2 separate regions of the Ovis aries genome follow, and region 1 is linked to region 2. The links are chromatin contacts, called in public Hi-C maps. All regions are on one chromosome and are shown on one strand. The core of a region is the stretch at or near the end of the contact, and the rest is flanking DNA. Distances in the headings are between cores, read along the strand shown.

The links. Hi-C and Micro-C count contacts between places; a contact is called where the count stands out from the background.
Region 1: a contact with region 2 is called in a Hi-C map of liver, with 4 times the contacts expected there. The contact joins two enhancer-like sites. A contact is called at or near these places in 5 of 16 Hi-C or Micro-C datasets (blood, liver and tail adipose tissue).

Annotation. Positions count from the first base shown.
Region 1 is chr3:129,715,462-129,718,161 of ARS-UI_Ramb_v3.0, reverse strand. It overlaps NUDT4 (nudix hydrolase 4), which reads right to left. Exons shown (of 5, transcript XM_027967201.2): 2 at 350-460. Among named protein-coding and RNA genes, the nearest start is that of NUDT4, 10 kb to the right of the region's middle. Within about 2 kb of position 1,306, at least 6 of the 54 cell types and tissues checked have an H3K27ac peak or open chromatin away from gene starts, as enhancers often do. A contact at or near this core is called in liver, where this site is marked.
Region 2 is chr3:129,379,571-129,382,270 of ARS-UI_Ramb_v3.0, reverse strand. No RefSeq gene overlaps it. Among named protein-coding and RNA genes, the nearest start is that of TRNAE-CUC, 23 kb to the left of the region's middle. Within about 2 kb of position 1,405, at least 3 of the 54 cell types and tissues checked have an H3K27ac peak or open chromatin away from gene starts, as enhancers often do. A contact at or near this core is called in liver, where this site is marked.

The DNA of each region.
Region 1 (2,700 bases), core at 57-2,556, 340 kb before region 2:
ATTGTAGCACATGATGAATTTTCTCTCTGTACATTTTTGCTCAGTTAACACTAACCTTGATTTGGGGCAAGGCCATCATGTTATATATTGATCACTGATGAGACTAACTGTTATATAACTGTGTTATTCAGCTCTGGGGGATTTTCACATTGATCTTTAACTATTTTACCAGGTAGAAAAAAATAATCTGCTTACCAAAGTGCTAGCTGTAGTTACGTGCTTTAAAATGTTGAATCAGACAACCAAACAGCACTGTGTGGCCTGCCTGTCTTCATGCCTCTTCCTCGGTGTATTTAGCAAACTGCCTTGTTTGTGAACCTTACCCAGGATGCCCTACTCTCCATCTTACCTCTTCATAAACCTCCCTCACAGCAGCGCCATCAGGCTCTTCCTCAGGCTCCATTCCTCCTCCGGGGACAATCCATTGGTCTGGATACCGACTGCTGCTCACCAACAGGACCTGCAAGCCCGACCATAACTGTAAACCCCAGCCCCAGAAGTACTACGGACATTCACATTTATTTGTTCATGCTACAGCAGCAGAGCTGGGCAATTTCAACAGAAACTGTATGGCCCACAAAACCTAAAATACTGTTTGTCCTTTATAGGAAACTCTGCAAATCCAGGTCAAGAACGGCATTAAGCTTGAAATGTGTACACAGTTATAAAACAAACGAAAAACCCCATACACTATTAATACAGAGTAGTATCCTGCCAGTTCACTTTTTAACAGTATCTGAAACAAGAAGTAAACATCCATCCTGTAAGTGAAAATTTGTGCACTAGGTTAGGTTGGAATTCACCCAAGTTGAGAGGACGGAGGTGGGGAAAGACTATGATAAATAACCAAATGATGTTTATGACAGTAACAGGCAGGCGTCTTGACCAACTTGAACAGAAATGTCTGCAAAATTACCTTAGTATATTGCCTTCAAGCAAATGCAAACAGTTCTCTCCAGAAATTAATCAGCTGACAGCAAAGCTTGATCCTCAGTGCGGATTCTGGTTTTCTGACACTGTGCCAACTGTCTGCCCAGCTTTGTCCCTATTGCCAGATAAAGGGCTGGCCCTTGGGAATTTACAGCCAGCCCAGGATTCACCTACAAGAGTAAGCTCCAGAACCCAATCTGCCCAAATGGAAACTTCCAGGCTGACAGCAGTTTACAAGTCCCACCTTTCCCCCAAACCTCAAGAAAACTGGGTTGGGAGATGAGGGAAGGACTTCAAATGCACAACTCCCCTCGATCTGAGAAGCAGCAGCACGCCTCGGCCTACAGACACACCATCGCCACACAGTGGTGGATTGACTAACACTCAAGAATCCTGAGCAGTTTCTCTCAATTCTGATCTGGACAGGACTTTACTACATCACTCCTCCGAGTATGTAACAGGCAGAACGGAGGGCACGTCTAGAGAAAGCACTGTAAATTAACAACTGACAGAGCCTTAGCTAAAGTACTAACGGGGTTTCCCAGGTGGCTCACTGGTAAAGAATCCACCTGCCAATGCCGGAGACGCAGGTTTGCCCTCTGGGTCAGGAAGATCCCCTGGAGGAGGAAATGGCCACCCACTCCAATATTCTTATTGGGAAAATCCCATGGCCAGAGGAGCCTGGTGGGCTACAGTCCACGGAGTCACAAAGAAATCAGACATGACTGAGCACCCAACTGGCTGACATTGAGGGCACCACCAAGTCCAAACATAGAAATTTTGGTAAAGTGAAATGTAAGACAGCCTTAAATTTAAGCTTTCTTAGTTACAGCATCCTCCTCTGCAAAAAGAAGTAACTAGCCTTGCAAGACTGTTGAGTGTTAAGGAGTATAACATACCTCAGATCCTAGCCCACGTGAGTAGGCCAAGCACAATGGGCCTCATTGTACCCACTACCGTGAGTACTGTTGGCCATCACAGTTGGATCTTCTGCTTTCCCACCAACTGAGTTGGATTCATCTGTCAAGACAAGTTTGTTCCCCAGATTTTGCCAGTTGCACTTGTTTTTGTAATCACTGAACGTTAATGATAAAATGAGGGCAGGAAGTAGTTATCAAAAAGGCTCTGCAAAAATTCATTAAAGATGGATTGTTAAAAATTGCTATCAAATTAAGTATGGCTAAGATTACTTTAAAAAAAAAAAAAAAAAAAAACCCAGAAGAAGGAAATTTTAAAAATCTAGAAAGTTAAAATCCTACTTTATACCAAGTGGAACTGCAAATCAGATTTCACCTTTGGATTTTATTCAAAAAGTATACTTGCCAATTGTCTATGGTATTCAAAGGCTGTGACCCTATATCAAGACTGGCAAATGAATATGTTTTTAAATTAGAACAAAAAAGGTTTAAGGTACAAAAGTGTTATATCCTGTATCATAGAAAAAGCAAATGGTAACCACCAGTTCTGACCACAGAGCTGGAAGCTTCTTTTCCTGGTTCCTAGGCATGAGTTAGGGATAAACTGGTTTCTAGTATCTGGATAAAATTCTTACTGCCTAATTCTATGCTCTAAAAGCAACCTCCTTGATCACCTTCATAATGGAACAGGGTGGTGCAGGGAACTAGCCACCAGAAAAGTACATCTTCATTGAGTAAACAGGGAGTTTCAAAACCATCGATATTCATAATGTTCTGAAAAATAATGAAATTCAGCGTCATGTATCTAGGTCAATGACTAATATGTTCCTATTTGACCACAACAGTCTTTAAG
Region 2 (2,700 bases), core at 156-2,655:
AGGAGACAGGAGAGGAAGTCTGCTTGAATGCTGAGAAACTGTCACGATTAGTGGACCACCTGCAATTCCACTTCTTGGTACACAGCCGCAAGGATTCTACACAGGAGCTGGAAGAGGCATTGGAACACTCGTGTTCAGAGCAACACTGTTCACTACAGCTGAAATGTGGAGACAACTTAAAAGGTCAATTTACTGAAGAATGGATAAGCACAATGCTGTACCGGCACATGATGGAATATTACGCAGCCTTAAAAAGGGAGGAAATTCTGACCCATGTCACAAAGTGGGTGAATCTTGAGGACAGTAAGTTAAATAATCCCATTGCAAAAGGACAAATACTATACGACCCCACTCATGTGAAGTACTTACGGTAGTCAAATACACAGAGACAGAAAGTGGAATAGTGGTTGCCAGGAGCGGAGGGGAGGGGAGAGAAATGGAGTCATTGCTTACCAAGTTTGGAGTTTTAATTTAAGAGATTGAAATAAATTCTGGAGGTGAATGGTGGTAATGGGACACAAAAGTGTGGCTATATTTAATGTCACTGAACTGTACACTTAAAATGGCTAAATTGGTACACCTTTTGCTATTAATATATATAAAAGATATAAATGTAATATATAATTAATACATATATACTTTGGGGGGGCCATGAGTGGTGAAGGTGGTGCTATCAAAGGTGATGGTGGTAAAGGTAATGAAAAAGAGCAAAGAAACACAGTTATAAGATTATTCCCATTATATTATGGCATGAAAATGATTCAAAAGAGAATCTCACCAGGTGCTAATAGTAATACTTTATTGAGTGTTCACTCAAGGATTTACACTAAGGATTTTACATGCATTAACCTATGTATTCTTCACAATGACCTCATAAGAGTGGAAACTACCGTTATACTCTTTTGAGACTCAGCAAAATTAACCACCTGATTCACCCCACTCCAGTACTCTTGCCTGGAAAATCCCTTGGACGGAGGAGCCTGGTGGGCTGCCATCTATGGGGTCGCACAGAGTCGGACACGACGGAAGCAATTTAGCAGCAGCAGCAACCACCTGATTAAGCCATGGAACCCGTGCATGCCAATAGAGTGAGATTCGAATTCAGGATGTCCTGTGAGCCCAGTGGTTCTCAAACATTAGTGTACATTAGAATCACCTGGAGGGCTGGTTAAGCCATAGATTGCTGGGCTCAGTCTTCAGAGTTTCTTTGGTTCTGAAGTGGCTCCATGGATATTTGCATTTCTAATAACTTCCCAGATAACTCATGTGGTTGGTTAGGAACCACACTTTGAGAGTCAGTGTGGTAGTTTATCCTCTAAACCACTGCAAGGCAATGGTAGGACTGGTCCTGTCCAAGAGGATTCGTGGGTGAGTGCTGTGCTGGAAGGACAGTAGGCAGGATAAGGGGCAGAGTTCACTACCCTTTCTTGGCTGTGTCTCTGTTTGCTGGAACACAGGCGGTGGTTTAGTTGCTAAGTCATGTCCAAATCTTGCAACTAAACCACCACAATTTCTTGGCTGTTCCTGTCTCTTTGCTGTAACACAGAGGCAGCTGCTAATGTCTGTTAACAAGATATGAGTTTTAAGGTGCTTTTTCCCTGAAAAGAATTAGCAAAGACTGACAAAATCATAGGTCTTCATTAGTCTCCTTCCTCTAGTATATCCAAATAGTCTACATCCTTCAATCTCAAGACAGTATTCCACCTAAGGTTAATCTCATGGTTTTCACAATTCGGATTACTTTTAGACTCACTCTTACACAAGTTAGAGATGATTAATCTCTGATTGACTTATGTATTTTTATCTTTCTTATCCAGTTAGTTTAAAACTTTTTGAGATTGAGAATAATGGCTTATATTTATCTTGGGCTTCCAATGTGGTTAAAACAGTCTCAGACTAGCTGTATAATCAATGATTATTGACAAAAAATGGTTTAATTAGATATTACCATTCAGTTCAGTTCAGTCACTCAGTCGTGTCCAACTCTTTGCCACCCCATGAATCACAGCACACCAGGCCTCCCTGTCCATCACCAACTCCCGGAGTTCACCCAAACTCATGTCCATCGAGTTGGTGATGCCATCCAGCCATCTCATCCTCTGTCGTCCCCTTCTCCTCCTGCCCCCAATCCCTCCCAGCATCAGGGTCTTTTCCAATGAGTCAACTCTTTGCATGAGGTGGCCAAAGTATTGGAGTTTCAGCTTTAGCATCAGTCCTTTCAATGAACACCCAGGACTGATCTCTTTTAGGATGGACTGGTTGGACCTCCTTGCAGTCCAAAGGACTCTCAAGAGTCTTCTCCAACATCACAGTTCAAAAGCATCAATTCTTCAGTGCTCAGCTTTCTTTATAGTCCAACTCTCACATCCATACATGACCACTGGAAAAACCATAGCCTTGACTAGATGGACCTTTGTTTGCAAAGTTATATCTCTGCTTTTGAATATGCTACCTAGGTTGGTCATAACTTTCCTTCCAAGGAGTAAGCATCTTTTAATTTCATGGCTGCAATCACCATTACATCAATGTTAATAAAAATTAGAATGAAATACATTAGAATATAATGAAAATATTTCAGAGTACTAAATGTTGGTTAGAAGCTGGCAGTCCTGCTGTTAGTCCCCATGATGATTTTGGAGGAAACAGAAGCATCTCTGTTCAAGACATCTAACTGGCATCCACACAAATGTAAGAAGCCTA